Regions from separate parts of the Anas platyrhynchos genome. Here region 2 is linked to region 1. Evidence: chromatin contacts called from public Hi-C data. All regions are on one chromosome and are shown on one strand. Each heading gives the region's core, a stretch centred on a gene start, on an enhancer-like site or on the middle of the called end of the contact. The rest is flanking DNA. Distances are from core to core; before and after follow the strand shown.

Evidence for each region. Hi-C and Micro-C count contacts between places; a contact is called where the count stands out from the background.
Region 2: a contact with region 1 is called in a Hi-C map of skeletal muscle, with 3 times the contacts expected there. The contact joins two enhancer-like sites. A contact is called at or near these places in 3 of 8 Hi-C or Micro-C datasets (liver, skeletal muscle and subcutaneous adipose tissue).

The regions. Positions count from the first base shown.
Region 1 is chr4:73,201,773-73,205,810 of IASCAAS_PekinDuck_T2T, reverse strand. No RefSeq gene overlaps it. Among named protein-coding and RNA genes, the nearest start is that of RNF212, 34 kb to the right of the region's middle. Within about 2 kb of position 1,845, at least 3 of the 8 cell types and tissues checked have an H3K27ac peak or open chromatin away from gene starts, as enhancers often do.
Region 2 is chr4:73,525,504-73,530,182 of IASCAAS_PekinDuck_T2T, reverse strand. No RefSeq gene overlaps it. Among named protein-coding and RNA genes, the nearest start is that of FGFRL1, 30 kb to the right of the region's middle. Within about 2 kb of position 3,257, at least 3 of the 8 cell types and tissues checked have an H3K27ac peak or open chromatin away from gene starts, as enhancers often do.

The sequences.
Region 1 (4,038 bases), core at 596-3,095:
TGTTAAACAAGTGCTAACATAAAATAGATATAATCAAAGCAAAAAAAGAGGAACTGTAAGCTTTTCCATACCTTTAGAATCTGAAACAGGCCATTTCAAGCGGATGGAGAAGGAAATTCTCCTGGTTTCCCACTTGCTTCCCACATTTATGAATTAGCTGTGTGCAATCACTACTCTCCAGCTCTATTAAATGTAGTTTAATACAAGAGGTTAGTTTCATTGTCTGACATTCTCTTGCAACAGGGATAATTTTTCTCTGGTCCTTGGGCCTTCATGACTTTATTTCATATTCGTTAAAAAAAAGAAAACTGCTTATGATCATCTATATCCTCTTGGTTAATGGCACAATTTATTTTGTTTTGGGCAGCTTATGTTATGATCTCTGAGATTATATTGGATTTAGGGATTTCAGTCCAGTCTTTAGTGGCTCATATATATCACAAATCTAATGCATATCACAGGACACGGGCTAAAAAAAAGTGTGTAACATGGCGTTTCTGTAAAAGCCCAGAGTGCTGGACCACACTGGCAGGATAATCTGTCATCACTAAGAATTATTATATTCATAAGTCTATACCACACAAACAGAATCCTCTGACCTAAATGAAATTACTCTGGTTTCACAGCAGTACCACTTAGATTGCATTACAGTCCTTTATCTGTGGCTGTCCTCTGGCTATAAATGACGGGATACTCTGGTGCCTTATGTAGCTATACTGCCCATTTACTTTCCACATTAGAACAACAGGCATAAAGAACTTTGTTTTGTAAAGATCTGCTGCAGCTTGATTGAGCCCTTCAGCCTCCTCTTTGGCAAATACTCTATTCTGGTTTTGATCCAAAGTTTTGAATGTATCAGATTTTTTTTTGAACACCGTTCCTTTTATCTTGCATGCCAATTCTTAATCATGAGGATGTAACTAGGCTATGACACGAACAAACATTTCCAGCATTTTCTGCCCCTTTAATGCCAAAGTTCACAGTGGTTTATGGATTTTAACTTACTCTCCACACTTGACGTTGTATTTAAGATATCATCATGTAACATTCTGACTTTGAAGACTGTTATAGGGTTTAATGTTGGTTTCTCTTAAACACAATGAATCACAGTTCTCAAAGGTTACCTCAAGCATCATTTAGGGATGACCCCAAGAGAATATACCCCATGGCACTCCTGGAGAGAAGTGCCAAGGCTGCTGTGTCTGCTCCAGCTCTGCCCGTGGCTCCTGCACCAGCCACAGGGGAAAAACGGTGCAGGCTTAGAGTAACCTTGAAAGAACAATTCTTCCTAACCCACGAAGCCAAGGCATTGGATTAAGCTCTGAAAAAGACGCATTGCAAATAACTTCGGAGAATTAGATGTAACTTTAGTTCCATATTATTTTGTCAGTGCAAGAAGTGAAGACACAAAAAGGGACTTCAAACTAGGACCCACTTAATTCTAAAACAGCTGCTAAATAGCATCTGATATTTGATTTCTGAAGCTATCCCCAGCCCCATGGCCCTGTTAAGCAAGTGCCACAGCGTGACCACCTCTCCAGCACCGTCTCCTCGGTGCAGAGCTGGAAGGCCGCAGCGGTGAACCCGCGACACGCTGCAGGCCATGCTCCAGCTGTCTTCCAACAAACCAAACCACGGCAGCTCCAGAAGTTCACAGTAGCAGCACTAATTTCTACCAGCTGAGGACTTTGAGCTGTTATCTCTTGTTTAGACTTCAGAACAGACCTCCGGGCTGTGCCGCCTGAGACTCCCGTAAACAGAGCGGCCGCGCAGCCGCTTCTGACACCGCTGAGAAGTTTCACGGTTTCCCAACGAGCCCCGGGTTTTCGCATGGTTTGCTTGGCCCTGGAGAGCACGGTGTGGCTCGTACTGTGATAGCGTGCTGCTCTGGTGACAAAGTGACATTTAATGCCTGGATCATTGCTGCTGCGGGTGCGGGGAATGGAACACCTACCACATGGGCACTGCTGAAACGAAGCCGGCCCCGTGTGCCAGCTTTGCGAAAAAGAGCACTTTGTTTCTGCTTAGCCTTGGCAAGCTTTTAACCCTGGCTAATTTAACATTAAAGCTACACTAGCTGTCTCAGATCCATATTGTTAAAGCCAGCTGGATATGCCAAAAACTACAAAGAGAGCGAGCGTTTTGCCTAAACAAATAATACTGACTGTCACTTTGTATCAGGACTTAATCCTGTTAATGAGCCACAGGTGGGGCAATTTCCCTGATTGAATGCATTTTTCAGAGACCATTACCATTCACTGTGCTGCTTGCTGATAGCCATACGGTATGTACTGTAATCCTGACATCGCTCTTAGTCAGCAGTTCATTATTTAGAGTGCCTTTTACCTTCGCGTCCAGTCAGCCCTGTTATCTCTAGCCCAGCCACCAGGAAATGCTGCTCCAGTTTATTGTGAGCAGTATTCAGATTTGCAGATTTGTATTTCTCATTGTCTAAAGCATCTGTGGGAGATTTCAGATGGCTTCACAGTGGGTCTACTCTGCAGTGCTGAATGTGGGAAATTTCACAGGATTAAATTAGCAGCAATGAAGACGAGATAAATTCTTTGGTTACTCTACTTCAGGTCCTAAACTCTCATTTTGTGCTACACCGAAACAGGAACATGTACTGGAGAAGTTTAACAACTGATTAGATGTGAAAGTCTGTGCTGAAATGCTATTTATGTTAGTAGTAAAATAATTCAGTTCATTTGTTAATTTTTCAAGTATATTGCTTTAATTCTTGTAAAATCCCAGTGTGTTTTCATGGATGTAGAAGAAATGAGAGAAAGTTTTCATTGCTTCTGAAACCAAATGGCTGAATTCATATTTCTATATATACAGAAATTCTTTAATATTTGTTTGGATGTTGCTGGAAGGAAAATCCCATACAACCAAGTGAACAGACATCCTCTCTGTCTCAGAAAAGCTCTCTCCCACAGCCCCATGGAAAATGGGCAAAAAGCTGGTATTTACCCTGCTTAGGTGCAGCAGGCTGGTGAGCTAGTCCTTTGGCCAACCTTTTTCTTTTTTGCATGACATCCTGACTGTCTTAGCTACACTTGCTCTTCCAAGAAGAAAAAGATGGGAGAGGAGCAGCCAGGATACCTGTTTCACTGTCCGGTGAATAAGAATACACTACTTCAGGTAAAACGTTTTGGGTTAATGATTTTCCTTTTTTGCTTCACAAGTGGAAAATATGAATAGCCCACATATTTTTCAGTGAAAATCAGCTGCCTTGGAAAGCTTCATTCTTTTCACTGAAAGCCAGCTCTGCTGCTGAAAACCAGTGAAATCAGAATCAGTACAGGGATGGGACCTGCAGCCTGAACTTCCCTAGGCTGTGTTGCAGATCACCACTGCAAATGATTTTTTGTTTTTAATTTTGCTGCTCCTTTTTAAACTAAATGCAAGCCAAAAATGGCTATTTTGGGTTAAATGAATGAGCACGTCTTTGAGTACAGGAACTAATAACAGGCTGGCCTCCATCAGACGGTTATCTCATGCTTTGTTTGTTTTTACCTGAATTAGATTAGTGCTGCAGTGTGATTTCACCCTTATTAGACACCAGAAAGGCTACACAATGTAGCACTGAGCTCAAGGAAAAGTTCAGACAGAGTTCAGAGCTAATTAGACATCCCAGGCTCCTCACAGCAAGGAAACCTCAAGGTGGAGTGGATTTGTGTGTGCCTGATATGACTGAACTGCACAGGCACGGATTTTTACTGTCACAAGCCCATGGGGCTTCTGTGGTACCCAAACACTACTGCTGGCCTTCGCTCAGTGGCGAAAAAATAAGAGCTCTCTCTGCCCTAACAGTTTGCATGAAATGGTTACTGGAAAATCACTGAGAACTCTGTTAAAAGTATCAGTTACCTGTAACGTAATAATTTGTGACAGAACACCAAAACTGGGCACAACCAGGACCCCAAGAAAGGATGCACAGAGGTGCTACCACTTTGTATAACTTTTTATTTTTGACTTTTCTAAATCATTTCTAATGTTACTGTGGATTGTGATTTTTGTGTTTGTTTTTTGTTT
Region 2 (4,679 bases), core at 2,008-4,507, 320 kb before region 1:
TAAAATAAAATTTCAATATTTTTAAGGAAGAGAGCCGTCTTCTTCCTTCCCACAACTACTGTAGGGTTGAAGGTGAAAATACAAGTGTTTTCTTGTGCAATGGTGTAAAACCCTTAAAGGGAGACTAACTTGCTGCTCCTCCACCTCTTTACTTAATATTATTATATTTTTTAGGTCTCACTCTGCTTCCCGGCTGGCTCCTATCTCCCCTTTGCAAACAGGCAGGAACACAGAGTTCTGCTTGTGTGATAAGCTTCATGGTCATTCACCCAAATTCCTCTCCTCCAGCTGATCCCAATAGCTGAGCTGCAGAGGAGTCCCAGGGCTTGTAAGAACATTTTTCAACTCCACTGGAAGCGCTCAAGCCATCAGTGTGAGGCTTGAGCCAGAGAAACGAGGGTCATCTTTTCTTCCTCCCCCTACCTCGTGTTAGTAATGAAGATAAGGCGTGCCTTTGGTCAGCGTGCTAAATGTTTTTTTCCTGATGAAAAACCTGCAATAAGGCTTAGGCTGAGATGCAAACCAAAGCTGCTCTTAACCCATAGCCCTCATAGAATCACGGCATGGCTGAGGCTGGCAGGGACCTCTGGGTCCTTCTGCTCTGAACCCTGCCCCAGCAGGGCCACCCCGAGCAAGGTGCCCAGCCCCATGTCCAGGCAGCTCCTGGAGATCCCCAAGAGGAAGATATGGTATGGGCTAGGAGCATTTTTGAAAGCATATTTGACATTGGCAACAACATGCAGGACAGTTTGGGGAAGATGTCCAGCAGCACTAATGCCCACTTGCATGGTCTCTGCTGCTTCTGTGTCCTCTTTTGGCCCAAGATTCAGAAAATTTAAAGCCATCTATGCTGTAGATCCTTCAAGAAGACTCACGAAGCTCTGTATGAACCCTCCCCAGAGGTACCTAACACAATGGTGAGCTCTGTTCTACCTGAGGCTGAAGTGTTGGGGATCCATCCCGCTGTGAATGCTTGCTCCATCTGTGAGGTTACAGTGACTGTAGACCTGCACCATCCCTTGTAGCATCCCGAAGGGTAGCACAGGACGTTATTCCTCCTTGTGTGACAAACGTGTCTTCACCAGCTCACATAATTTGGAGACGTGAGGTGAAAGCATTAGACTTGCTATTCAGCAGGGCTGATATTATTGTTTTCCTGTACTCTTTTTGGAGGTGGCATTGCTATCGACACAATTGGTAAAGCTGGTTTTATGCAGCTGCTGTGAGGCTGGTCTGGTGGCTTGATAATTAATCTAATTTAGGAATATTTCATGTGACTTGGATAATTGCTAAGAACAGAGTGGTATGGCAGGTCAGGCATCTGTTTGTTGCCACAGCCTTCAACAAGAGAAATTCCCAAGTGATTTGGATGCTGTTCTCCTGATCCCAAACACCATCTGATGTACAAAGATAAAATTAAACCCTTCTTCTATATGGAAGTACAAATGGAACCGAATCACTTATCTGTGAAGAAAAGACTGCTTTTCCTTGGAATGCACTGTGCTGTCTGCACGATGAAATTTCCACATCAGATCTTAGAAACAGCTATACCTTGGATGAAAAAAATGCATACAAAATCAGTGCAATTATGCCAGTGATTAGTTTTAAATTATTCTTTGTACTCAATGTAAATAGTGTTGTGAAAATGTATTTTTCTGTCTCCAGTGAATCTGATACCTTTTCATATAAATTTCAAGGCAGATTTTCTCATTTGTTAATGAAATGCTGAGGTCCTACTAGTCTCAGAAGCATAAAGAGACCTGCACAGAGCCACCAAGAAACAGGGCATCTCTGGGGTATCTCTGGGGATCATTTAGTCCAAACTCCTGCCCAGACCTCAAAACAAAATTTCAAAAATGTTCAAAACATCAAATTTACCAGCATCAAACTGACCCTGTAATGGGCCTGTTACTGACTCAATGCGAGGTAGCTGATCAGTGATGATACAGATTTTTTCCCAAATTAAGTTGTCAGCTGGAGTTTGTTTAAATGTAGTATGACGAACCCCCATGCTGATTTGTGTGGACATGACACAGATGCGGTTTAGACCTGTTTGTGGTTCTTTAATTCTGTAGTCCTGTGCCTTCAGCCTATGTACACTGAAGCAGTGGGGATCCTTCTCTAACAACATTGATATCAAACCCTCTGTATCTCATGTACCTTGTGGTGCCCCTTGGGAGAAAATGTTGTGTAATCAAGAAAATGGCAATGAACAAGTTAGAAAACAACTACCTACAACTTATTAAAAAAAAAAAAAAAACACAACAAAACAAACAACTCAGTCAAGTCTCTCTGCAGCACAGAAAAACTCAGTTTCACGGCGTCAGAGCGGTGGCTCCAGCGAAGTTACTTATGGCAGAGTTATTGTTTTTTCTACCTTCGCAGGAGCAGATTTGATTAGGAGTCTGGGGTATTGCTTTGACAATGGTGAATAGTGGAACTTTATTCCTTCTCAGTCCTCACAGAGAGTCAATCAGTCTAACAAAATACATATTTATACAGCATGCCAAAAGGCGATTATGTCAAATACTGAACTTTTTGTGTCCAAAAAAAAAAATAATCCAGGTTAGAAAAAGTGCAGTTCAAATTTATAAGGTTGTCATTTATATAGAGCCAGGCCAGGAAATTGTGCTATGGGTAGGGACAAGCTAAATAGGACCAAAAAAAAAAAAAAAAAAAAGAGAAATGCACTTCATGTCCTTGTTCTGGCCCCCTTTGTGCTGGGGGAGCCAGCCCAGTTTGAGGATTCGTCTTCTTTTAGACCTTTTGTCCTCGTGACTGTACCCAGCCTTTGTGGCCTGGCATTAACAAATGTGATGTAGACATTTTAAAGGGGCCATTTGTGTTTGGTCAGTCTCCAGTCAGTCTCTTGAGTTTGCTCAGGCTCCAACTGTGCCAATCTTGCCATGGAAAAAAGACCTCCCCATGAGCAGTGACATTCACCACTGTCAGGGTCCTCCTGTTCAGAAATCCCCTTCAGCTGACTGACAAAAAACAAACAAACAAACAAACAAAACCCGTAAACCTTTTATCCAAAATGCTGCAACTGAACACAGATAAACCAAACCCTTCACCTCAAGCTGCACTGTAATCCTCGGAGATGATTTAGCACACTGCTTGGAAAGCTTCACAACAGCTGAATTTTGCAAAAATGAAGTATCACTGCTGTTCACGTGGGAGGTGTACGGATCAAGAGCAGCGTGTGCTGGTCAAGGAGGAGTGTATTTATGTGCGATACTTAAAATACAAATCAAGGTCCTGATTGCACAGTCACTGACCTGGCTTTGAGAGGAATGCATTTCTGCTATCGCACCATGGCTTTGCAAGTTGAAGGCTTTAAACCGGGCAAAGTTTTCAGTGGAAGGCTGTAGCTTTTATTCTCCAAACTGATATCGGAAAGGAATCTTAAAAAATTGTCCAAACAGTTTGGACAGAAGCTGGGGGAGCTGGGCTCAGGGTTGGACCCATGGGGCTGGATCCTCAGCGGGGTGGTGTGGTGTTGGTCGAGGGACAGCTGTACGTCTCCGTGCTGCTCCGTCCCCCACGGCTGCAGCTGTTGGAGGAGGAAACGATCTGGGGTCGGCAGAGGGGGCTGGGTAGATTAAACAAACCTCCTCTGCCTGGAGCAGGGGCTCCCACCTCCCCCTGCTTGCTCGGTAAGAAAATATTTTTGGCCATTTGTCATCCCCTGTTGCACGTTTGTCTGTCGGTCCATATAATTGGGGCTGTCTGCAGTTGCAGATTCCTTCTGTGAAGGCATCGCTCAATGGGATATGTGCTCTGGCTGCTGGTGACAACATGGCCAAGATCTGCTCATCAACTAGGCGATTTTGCCTCTTTAACCTCTTTGTCTCACCCCAGCAGTTTTCTGGAAGACCTTGACATTTGCACTCAGTAGCTTTCAGTAAAGCTTCAACAGCCTCCTGTAACCGGGGGGTATTACTGGAACAGTCACTGGGCTTATCTTGTTATTTCAGACTGGTACAAATGAAGTGCCTGGGAAAGACTGGCTTGGAAAGGGACTAATGGTAACATGGGAGGAAGGGAGACCCTCCACCATCAGGTTTCTCCTCCTGCCCTATGCTGACTAGAGAAGAAATGCAGAAATGGGAGCTGGAGTAAAATAAAACCACATTTGCCTGTTAATTCCTTGGACACAAGACTGATGCTAAGATTTAGCAGAAGTTTTTCAAGCTACATATTTTAATAAGAGGAATCTGGGTTCTTAAGTAAAAGTAAATATTCAGAGTGAAGACTCCTATTTCCACTCTTCACAAAGGAAGAAATTGAAAAAAAAAATCTGAAACTATATGGGCTTTGAAACTCAAGGATATATATATATATATATATATATATATATATATATATATATACATGTATATATATATTTTTTTTTTATGGAGGTAGGTGATTGGGAAGAACATTTCAGTTGACACAGTTGTTAAAATCAGTTTTTGGTTGGTAAAACATTTTCTTCTTACCTTACAGTTTTGGTTATGAGTCCTCCAAAAGCTGGGATGAAGCTGCCAAGGTCTGCCCATGAAACCCAAGCTGTAGGTTAGACTTCTACATAGCTATGGGTTTGGGATGTCCCTGGGTCTGGGTCAAAATAGTGAAAACCTCTTCTACACTCTTAGCACCCTGCCAGCCTTCCCTTCAGGAGGGCTTCCTACAGGACT